Regions from separate parts of the Mus musculus genome. Here region 1 is linked to region 2. The links are chromatin contacts, called in public HiChIP or PLAC-seq maps. All regions are on one chromosome and are shown on one strand. Each heading gives the region's core, a stretch centred on a gene start, on an enhancer-like site or on the middle of the called end of the contact. The rest is flanking DNA. Distances are from core to core; before and after follow the strand shown.

The links. HiChIP or PLAC-seq counts read pairs in DNA pulled down with a chosen protein or histone mark.
Region 1: a contact with region 2 is called in an H3K27ac HiChIP or PLAC-seq map of heart atrium, with 2.6 times the contacts expected there. The contact joins two enhancer-like sites. A contact is called at or near these places in 1 of 484 Hi-C or Micro-C datasets (nephron progenitors), 2 of 115 datasets of contacts at active chromatin or transcription factors (embryonic stem cells and heart atrium) and 1 of 9 other capture datasets (adipose tissue).

What each region holds. Positions count from the first base shown.
Region 1 is chr3:30,388,533-30,394,009 of GRCm38.p6, forward strand. All of the region lies in intron 1 of Mecom (MDS1 and EVI1 complex locus), which reads right to left. Among named protein-coding and RNA genes, the nearest start is that of Mecom, 120 kb to the right of the region's middle. Within about 2 kb of position 3,844, at least 7 of the 459 cell types and tissues checked have an H3K27ac peak or open chromatin away from gene starts, as enhancers often do. A contact at or near this core is called in heart atrium, where this site is marked.
Region 2 is chr3:30,244,388-30,249,853 of GRCm38.p6, forward strand. All of the region lies in intron 1 of Mecom (MDS1 and EVI1 complex locus), which reads right to left. Among named protein-coding and RNA genes, the nearest start is that of Mecomos, 230 kb to the left of the region's middle. Within about 2 kb of position 2,299, at least 51 of the 459 cell types and tissues checked have an H3K27ac peak or open chromatin away from gene starts, as enhancers often do. A contact at or near this core is called in heart atrium, where this site is marked.

The DNA of each region.
Region 1 (5,477 bases), core at 2,594-5,093, 150 kb after region 2:
ACTCACCTGATTCCCTGCAGCCCAAGCGGGAGCCAGTGGGTAAAGCATGCCCATGATCACCCAAGATGAACTTTGACAAGTGCAGACCCACCCCTTTGGCACTTCATGAAATCTCTAGCCTGGTTAATCTTCCCCTGCAGCTGTTAAGAACCTCCTGAGGGGCTGGGGAGATGGTTCCGTGGCTACGAGAGCTGGCTGTTCTTCCAACGATCCAGGTTCAGTTCATAGAACCCACCTCGTGACTCGCAGCTTCAATCTGTAACTTCCGTTCCAGATCTGGCATCTGAGTGTACCAGGTTCAAACATGTGCGTGCAAGCAAACACTCGTACACACAAAAATAAATTTTCATTTTTTAAAAATTGCTTAAAATGGGACCATCAAAGTAGTTAACTTCATCTTAGAGGTAGGGACCTAAAAATGCCAAATAAAGGTTTTTCTAAATATGATTAATAGGACTGGGTTCACTAGGTAAGTTGAGCACCTGTCAGTTTTCAGGTTCAGCTTCAGAACCCAACTTGTTTCAAGTTGCTTTTATTCCCATTAGATCAGCACTTATACAAATTCTTAGTTCCTTTGTTCACAGGATCAGGGAAAGCTACCCCTGCTGTTTCAAAGCCACAATGTAGCTCAGATCATAACCTCGCCAGTGTTAGGGACTTGTGTGGTTGAAGCCTCAGCGCTATCCATGCCTCTCCTTCTACGCTGTGGCAGAGAATGTGACAGCTTGGAGCCATTGCCTCTGTCTGCTGACCAGTCATGTCCAGGAAGGTGGAGGAATGACACTTCAGTCTTGTCATCTAGCCCTACGGGGCTTATTTACTAGCTACAACTCCCTCCAAAAGGGTATATGAAATGCTGAGCCTCAGGCTCCACTAAGAATTCTGCAGCAGAATATTTTTAAACATTGGGTTTTTGTAAGCTATATTTTTGTATATTTAATTGCTATCTTAAAACTTTAAAGCATTTCTTGCTAATCACTTGTTTAAAAATAAAACATGCATGTAATCGACCCAAACATGTGTAAATGAAGCACAAATTTTGAGAAAAAAATAAAAAGATTTGCTGTTGTTATTGTTGCTGTTGTTGTTGCTGCTGCTCTTGTTGTTCTTGTTACTGCTATTGTTACTGCTATTGTTGTTGCTGCTGCTGTTGTTAAGGAGCTCTGGTTCCTTTAAGTCTTCATTCCAACCTCTCAACTCCTACAACTCCTGGTAACCTACAGCTAAGCCCTCGGAATGTTCCACTCTGTTTGACATTTTAACATCTTCTCTGAGCTCCAAACCAGCTTCTTACAGTTTTTCTCCTCTGTATCAAATCCAAGAGATCCTCCCCATGAGGGTCCTCTCCCAGTGTTGTTAATGCTCATAAATGCTATGACCATCTGCCCATCTGCACTAGCCAGAAAACCAACTCTACACCCCATGGTGCTTCATCTTCAATGTCAATCTGACTAGATTCAGAATGGCCTAGGAGAGATAGCCACCTGCTGGGCTATCTGTGAGGTTGCTTCTGGAGAAACTTAAGTGAAGAAAAGAGGTCCCACCTTGGATGTTGGTAGTACTGTCCTATATATAGGCTGGAGTCTCAGACAGAAAACCAAGTGAACAGAGAGAGAGGCAGGTGAGCACCAGCATTTTGCACTTCCTGCTTCCTGACTAGAGACAATGTGACCAGCCATAATGTGCTCCTACCTACACACACACACACACACACACACACACACACACACACACACACACTTCGCTGTGATACTGGACTGTTTACTCCTAAACTGCAAGCCAAACTATTTCCTTCCTTAAATTGTTCCTGGCAAGGTATTTTGTCACCACAATAAAAAAAAAAATTACTCCACATCAAACACTTATCAAGATTTTGAATCTCAAGTGTCCTGTGAGCATATGATTTCCTTTGCCCACACAAGAGCTAATCGTTATTTCCTAGCTTCTGTGAGACTCCACCGACATCTCTACACACCTGTCTACTGCCCAGCACATAGGGAGAGCTTTCAAAGCATGTATCAGATCACGTCAGTTTTCTGTACAGGCTTTCCTACATCCTTGGTAGCCTAGCCTTCAAAGCCCTGCACAACTAGCTTCTTGCTTTCTCTGTCAAATAAACAGTCACGAATATGCAAATATGCGGTTCTCACCAAGTGAGTAATCAAGAAGTAACAGGGAACCTTAGCAGCAAAGGAGAGTTCCAAGGCTGCCTTCAAACTTGCCTCAGATGAGGTCTGTTTGCTACCCAGGATGGATTCTCCTCTCCACTTCCCATCCAATCCTCTACAAAGACCTAACTTTAAAATTCAATCTTCACAATGCCTCTGGGAGCTCAGCAGGCATTTGTAGTACACTCTCTCTTCTCCATAGTCAAGAGTCTATGAACACAGCTGTTCTCTCAATGGTGCTAACTCTTATTCCTGTCTCCATCACTACACAGCAAGTTCTTCAAGATCATGACACTACCTACCCCGAGAACATCCTCAGTCAAATGTGACCAATCCTATGAACTGGAAAATAAATTTAAAGAGTTTCTATGACCTGTTAAAGGGACAGTCTGAAAACTGCACTGGGCATTAAAGTAAACCAGGGCTTTTGTTTAATGCTGGCTGGCCTGTGGAGGAACTAAACATCTGCATTTCAAACACATTCACTGGGGATACTGTTACAGCCAGCCTAGGGACCAGCACTCTTAGAAGAGATAAGCTCTGAAACTCAACTCAGAGAATGTTAGTTGAGAACTATTATGTGTAGATTAGAGGGGGGAGGAATTAAATAAATAAAACAGATCTGCTTTGGATCTTGTCTCGCACATATGTCTGACATCTTGACAGCACCCAGCTTCCTAAAGTGCCAGAGAAAAACAACCATTGCTGTAACCTTTCTCCAGCTGGAGACCCACTACCAGCTCTCCAGGTCCTCTGGGAAGCCCTCCTGAAATTGATCCCCAAGCACCTGCTTGCAGAAGCTCAGTGTCTCCCTCTGTCTCCCAGCTGCCCGTGGCTCACATGTGTTCCTCCATCACCAATAACATGGGAATAAGACCCCATCCAGCCTGCCAAGCGTCAGTGTCGCAGGACAACCCAGTGTCTCCTTCATCCTCCCTGTTCAACGACAGCATCCCCAGCTGTCAGAAGCCATCAGTGGCCTTGGTCACAGGTAGACCACTTAGCTGGGCCGGCATGTGTCTGTGGGGTTAGCTTCCACCCTCTGTGTTCTGACAGCAGCCTGCAAGGGCTCACAGAGCTGACTGAAGAGCAATTCCAGTTTTAATGAAAAAAATACTCCTACCCTTAGGATTCTGAGCTGCTACCAGGGATTTGCAAGTTGTTCTAAGGCTGTTTTTAAGACAAGCCCGTGGTATTTACATAGATATATGGGCCTCTTTAAAGTACTGTGGGGTTCTTATGAAAGGTATGTATAAAAGTTCTTGTTTTACTAGAAGGATTATATAAAAGATGTTAAAACATATTTCGACCAAGAAGTGGTATAGATGGTCACCAAATATAATGTATCCATTGTAAAGAAATCCCCACAAGAGACCTCTGAAATCCTAACGTGATTGAGTTATGCTGGACCCAAAACCCATTGAAAGTTTTCCAAACGGTAAAATATTAAATACACTCTTTTTTAAAATATTTACCAGTTAAGCACTCAAGTCCTGTAACTGGCTGACCTTTCACAGTAGTTTTTCTTCTACTTTTCCAAAAGCAGCCAAACAGGGATTTTTTTTTTCCTTTGACTGCTTTGTTTTGCCTTTTGTCGACAGGGTGGGGACTGGGGGGGACTGGATTTATTTTAAGCATAGGACTGCCCCCTCCGCCTATGCAATAACATCATAATGGCAGAATAATCACTGTAAACAATGCCCTAGGGATTGAGTTGGCTACAGTGTGGGCTCAGGGAGCCAGCTCCCCTGCTTTTCTTAACTACATCACTGCATTCCTGTCTGTGTGAGGATAAGAAGAGACTGCTTTCAGAGCAGGTTGATGGAAAGCGCTAATTGTTGACACATTAGCTAATTGTTATGATTAGCCCCTGGGGTTCCTTTCCTTTTCTTTCCGTTTTTCCCCCCTAGAAGTCAAGATCTTGGGTGTGAAGTATGAAGATGCATCAAGACAACAATGCTATACAATATTCAAACAACCGAGAGGCTGATCTTTGAGGGGACTCAATCCCTAGACTGTCATGCCTTAGGAACAGGCGACCCTCACAGGGGGGAAATATGCATCCCAACTGCCACATCCACCCAATACTTCAGACAGAAGTGGTCCCGGGTTATCACTAATAATCTGTTTTTACAAACCCACTGTGTCCTTGGAAAATTGAAGCAACTCCAAAGCAAACATACCATGTACAAACCATCACAGTCTACTAACAATGGAAGCAGCTTAGCGTCTGGGATAATGTGAATCTGTGAAGTTCCCCATATGGATGGTTCTGTTTTCTAGGATTTCATGGGTTATTTAAAATTGGGGTCATTCTCCACCATGGCTCAAGGCCAGAAAACAACTTGGGCAGAGGAAATAGTTCAGTGGATGCACTACTTGCTGCACAATTTGAGAACTAAAGCTCATATTTCTAGAACCCACGTAAAATGGGACAGGAAGCCTACAATCCCAGTACCTGAGCAGCAAAGACAGGAGATCCCAAGACAAGCTGAATGGACATACCAGAGAGTGCTAGGCTCAAACAGAAAGAAACCTTGTCTCAGTAATCAAGTAGGAAGACCCTGACATCAACCTCTGTTCTCCATTCTCATTCTCTCTCTCTCTCTCTCTCTCTCTCTCTCTCTCTCTCTCTCTCTCTCTCACACACACACACACACACACACACACACACGTGCAAACTCATGTGCATGTACACATGAAAATTAAAACAGAGAGAAAGCAACTACTGATGAAATAATTCTAAAATTGGCATGTGGCAAGGAAATCAAATAAGGATAGAAAGGAGCAAGCAATCTAATTAAAAGCTCAATTCTTACAATCTTACAATCAAACTAAAAGTTTCAATTCTTGGCCTCAGCCACTGAATGAATCATCAAGCTGTGCTTTGCCTGGTTTACTTGTAAATAATGCAAGCCAATGTTTACTGTTTGTTGTAGGAATATTCTAATTATATATAAAATATATAACTATATATGACAACTGAATTTTAAAGTAATTCCAGGCAAATATGAAAATTAAAGCAACATTCAACTATGGTACAGTGTTTGCGTCTAGCTTAACACAGAGACACGATCTTCTTAAACAAGTCTTGCACTCAATGTGATTGCATCTTACATTCATCCATTAACAAGGAACTCTTCATTCTTTCTACATGTGCCTACAATCCCAGCATTGGGACCACAGAGCAGGAGGATCCAAGGGGCTTGCTGGCCAACTGGCAAGGTAGAGAGCAATAAAGAAGAAACCCAACATTGACCTGTGGTACACGCACACACACACAAACACACATAGAGAGAGAGAGAGAGA
Region 2 (5,466 bases), core at 1,049-3,548:
AATAGGCTGAGACAGAAACATGATTTGGGATCTCAGGCAGACTGGTTGAGATCATAGCTGTGTAAAACAGCTGCCAAGAGGAGCCCGACTAGGGAATTGAACAGATTAGGTAACTCAGAAATTTAGACATTTCCCCCCATTATGTTTCTTGTTGCAGTTTTGTAATAAAAACACGAGCAAACTTCAAAGGAAGCTCTGTAGTAAAGGTTAATTGCCACTAAAGAAGAGGGTGGGCCCAAGCACCAGTACTTTGTGCCCAACTCCCAGGCAGACAGGAAGGATTACACGTGGCTGAACGCAGACGATGTGTGCCCAGCATCAGGAGAGGGAGGCTTAGCCAAACCTCAGGCCCCACCAGGGACCTCCAGGGAGTATGTGAGCATAGAGCCATGAGTCTGTGAGTCCATGCACGCTTACCAGTGGTCGGGGAAGGGAGGGGGAAGACTGCAGTTTCCTTTCCAAATTAAAACAGGACATGCTCTCCGTCCCTCCTCAGGACAATTCCTGAGTGGTGACAGAGGCGTGCTGATGAGAAAGCAAAGGACCTCAGGGGCCAGCTCTTCTCCACCAGCAGCAGAGCCCTCCACTGAACATGTGAGGAAAGGGAGGAGCCCAGGTAATACCAGATGCACAAACCGAGCAATGAACTGGCCATTGAAGCACTCTGTGAAAATGTCCCCAGGAAAATGAAATTTCACACTCCCAATGAAAGGAGGAAAGGAAACTACTAAGATGAGGAAAATAGATGCTCATGGAGCTGACAAATAGGCTGTAAAGGATTCTATGGAAATCCAGCAGCATAGATTTGGAAGCAGAGGTCTGTCCTATAGAGGTCATTGTCTTAGAGAGGTCACCCATGGGCAGTCTTCAAAGCACCATGATCCCAGAAAAGGGTGAAAGGCAAACACTCGTCATGTTTCAACTCTGGTCCATGTGTGTGACATCTGAGTCTCTATGGCATATTTGTGCCCTAGCCTGCTGACATGGCTTGGCATGTGGAATTTTCCTAATGGTCTTTCAAGCTCCTTTGACTCTCAGTGTTTCAGTTAGCTTCCTTGTTCTGACCTAATCCATTTCTTCCCTCTGGGCCTTGCTACCTGACAGTATTCAAAGCACTTCATTAGTCTGCTGTCAGAAAGATCCAGAATGAGAGAGGGTTGGGAGAGGTAGCAACAGACAGGGCCAAGAGTACAATAGGAATTGAAAACAAATAGCAAATATATACATAAATATATTTCTCATATTATGGTATAGGCCTTGCTAAGCTTCTCTTAAATGGCGATGGAAAGAAATTGCTAGAGCCTTTTGGCATCTATTTACAGAATCCAAGAAAACAAAATAGAGACACTAACGTTCTGTGGGTAAGGCCTAGAGGGAAAGCATGACCTGGTTAATGTTTGGTATATTTTGTTGTTGGTGAGCCTAGTCACCAGTCTATACTGGAAGGCCTGGTAGGACCAGACTCCTTACATGCCCGTCTGTATTCCTTTCACAATGCAACATTTGCCTGAACTCTCTTTTAGCACTACAAAATTTTAAGAGATTTTTGGCAACCTCTGACCTACTGGCTTTTTTTCATAAGCCTTTTATATCCCCAAAGTGGCTTTGCTTCCAATCCATTTAAAGTAGAATAGAAATGCCGGTATTTACATCACAGCTTACTGGCAGGTCGCTTCTCAGGCATCTGCAGTGAGCAGAGTACGGCCTTTCAGCGTTCAGGCCCTATCTACAGCAATTATTTGCCAGCATATCTAAAAGAAGGCAGGCATTTCCTGCTGCACACAAATGGGACACTCTTATCTAAATCACTGTTTAAACAGGTATTTAAGAAAACACTATCACAGGCAGGAATTTACTGATGACGGAACACACTGGTTTAGGGCTGGACTGGATGGTTAAGGACTAGCCATTGTCAAGAAAGGAAGTATATCAGCATGAGGAAGGTATAGAGAATATTTCACAACTCCCCAGGGGTCAAGATGGAGGATCATAAACTTGGGAAAGTGGCCATGAAAAAGGCAGTTGCCTTGAGGTTTCCACCCGGTAACTCCTCTGAACCCTGGAGCCACCTGAGAGGAAGAGCTAGCGAGTTGGGCCAGTTTGTGTCTGGGACCATTCCACTGAAGCCATAGCAGATCCCCATAATGAAAGCTGGAGAACTGCCAAACTGGGCATGCCAAAAGCTTAGAAAATGTATTTCCTGGAAAGACACTTTGAGAATCGATTGGCTCTCCCACAATCCGTAACCTAGGCGAGAGCGTGCTCTGGCTCCCCAGCCCTGCTCTAGCCAGTGCAACTGGAATTTATTCCCAGTGGAGGCTTATAAAGCTGGGCTGTTATTCTCACATTAAGTACACTGCCCTCTGGTGAGGGCTGTGGTTTCTGTGTGGGCAGAATGTGTGGTTTACTATAGCTAATTTGTTTATGTTGTTGACGGTGGTTTCAGAGGAAAGCATGTTAAGAAGTGATCTGATTGGCTTCTTTACCAAGACCGTTTAAAGGTGGCTGAGACATGCTGGAGCATTAATGCGCTGTCACTAATGGGGAACGACTGGTCTCTTTGACCACGGATGTGCTTCACTGGGTTCTGCGTGGGACCTGAGAGCCGCAGTCTCTTTATGAGGGTTATCTAAGTGTGGCTTGGTGGCTCTTGCCAGAAGTACTACCGCCTTGTCTCAGAAGGGGAGCTAAACACTGAAGGAAAAAGTCCAGCCATGACTTCCCTCGCAAGGACACTGAAGAATAGTATATACTGAGAGAAGAGAATCAGACTGTTCCCAGAAGAGGAAAGGCAAAACCTTCCTGGAAGATGGCGATCGGGAGGAAGTAAAGGACCCTGAGAGCCTCACTTCGTGCTTAAGCCAGACTGCGCTGTCTGAGACATGAGTAAGGAGCTTGCGTGAGCTCAGGTCCATTCCACAGAAGAGCTCATGGAGACCTTCCCTACAGCTACAACACAGAAGAACTTTCTTCCAGCCAGGAGTCCTGCATAAGGAAAAGAAAATACTTATGCATGGCTGGCAGAAGAGGGGGTTGTGGCTTGCTGAGAAAGAGGAATGCAAGCGGGCAATTAAACATCCACAGCGCCACACTCGGCTGGAAAGGAAGCAGAGAGTACCCCAAAGAACAAAATTTCCTTAGACTCTCAAACTCAGGGAAGTCTTTTTCTGTTCTGTTTTTGGTCTTGTTTTGTTTTTTTTTTTTTTTTTTTAAATGAGAAGTTGATCCTTGTTATCACAGGTTTGTTAATAAAAGGACAACAGTGATTTGTGTCCTGAGGTAACATGATGAGGAAGGTCCCTCCAGTAAGATCAAACTCTGCTCCATTGTAAATACCATATCTCTGCTGTTAAAAACAAGTCTAGATGTTGCCAACGAGCACAATCTGCCGGCCCATTCTACCCTCTAAAGGGCTGCGGATTGAGTTTTCCGACACCCACCCCATCATGTGAAATGTGAAATCGTTCAAAATTGTGGGGATGGAATGTGACTGAAAACATAAAGGAAAACTTTGGGGTTTTTTTTTGTTTGTTTAATTTCAGAAAACATTATTCATTTTTTAAAACTTTTCAGAAAAATATGAACAGATGTGTGTGTGTATATGTATAGGCATATATGTGTGTGTGTGTGTATGTGTGTGTGTGTGTATGTGTGTGTGTGTGTATGCCAGCCACACTTATGATTGAAGAAGGGGTAATTTCAACATGGTTAAGTGGTAACACAAGCTAGGTATTTAAGGGAATGATATAATATGACAACTTCATAGACTACCAAACCCTGCCTGGTGTCTGGGAATTGTCACTATCAACATGTGTAATAACTAGTAGCATTAGGTGGTCTGTACAGTATCCTTCCTGCCTCGTTGAGTCACACAGTGTAAGACAGTTGATGGGCACCAGGCAGTGCCTCCTAAAGACAACTGACTTCTTATGAAAGGCATCCAGGGCATCTTCTGCATAAATTACTATAGTTTACACCAAGAGAAGATTATGAATGTTTGCGAGGCTAAATTTATTTACAAACTAGGTCTAACTTATTTATATGGCTGGCCCAATAGGCTTTTGTTGAAATATTTATGCTATCTGTTCTTCTGCCCCACTAAACTCTATCACAATCATAAACACTGTTGAAAAATGATTCGCAGTTAGCAGGATTTAAACTGCCCGTTATATCCCAAGCTAGTGCCAGTAAACTTTTGCACTGGTTGATAAGGTTTCCTCCATGGAATAAATATACATTTGACTTTCAAAATCTTTGGTGAGCTCGATGCTATGAAAAGTAAAGGTTTAAACAGATGTTCTGGGCACCACCTATACTGCATGAATGCTTCCACTGCATGTTCCCATTGACACTCTGGGGAAAGATCGCAAAGGGGTCCAGGTTTAAATCCCTTCCTAGCATTCAAAGTGGGATCAGATGAACAACTGTGGAGGTTGTAGCCCTCTCCAACGATGCTGCCACTTGGGCTGATTTGTGTGCCCATTTGAAGCTACTTTTCCAGTAACATGTTGTAACTAGTGTGTCACAGAGCTGATAGAGACAGACCAGAAACCAAAGACAATAAAGCTTCCTCCATCTGGTAGTTTAGCATTGATCAGCAAAGTCAGGAGGTGGTAGGAGGTATCTGGCCATGCAGCAGAAGATGACTAAGTTGAGGTTCAGAATCATGAAAAGTAGAACAAGAACTGTATTTACGCTCCTGTGTAGCCAGGCATCTCCAGCCTTAGACTGACGAGAACCATATGCCATTGGCCTTTTGTATCTACAAACTCTTCACATCCAGAGATCCAACCAGTAACAGATGGAAGATATTCACACATATGGCAATGCCTCTACTGAACTCACACACTTTCTCTTCCTGTCACTGTTCCTAAGCAATTCAGTGTGACAACAAGTATCTAAATGGCTTTGGCACTGCAGTAGCCATTGGAAGTAACATAGCAACAACTTAAAGTTTACAGGAGCATTTGTGTAGGTTAGAGGCAAGAAATGTTATTTCATTAGAGGGAAATATCAAGGGACTTTGTCTTCAAAAGTCTTCTCCGATTCCCCCAACGCCTCAGGTTCCAAGGAACAGCAGTCTACACCAGTTTATTGCTTTGGGGTTTGTTTAAGGATAGGCCTCTTATTTTTAATTATTGGTAGAAACAACTTTGTATCATGTGCATCTCAGAATAACATGAAGAGGAACATAGGAATTATTTACCTTGCTGAGGCTACAGATAACGCAGAAACTGACAGTGCCAACAGGTTCACAAGTGGCATGCTCACTTGACTACTACAGGATGAGCCAAGAGAAACCTTCTCAGAGGAGGGGTGTCTCTGTTATATAACGGAGGAACATGCATTGGCCTGTGATAGACCTCAGTGAGAAGGACTGTCCTACAACAAATGGTGTAGGTCTGCTTTACAGCATCAGTGTACCTCCCAAATGCTGTTTAGAGCCTAAACTATGACTCTCATCTT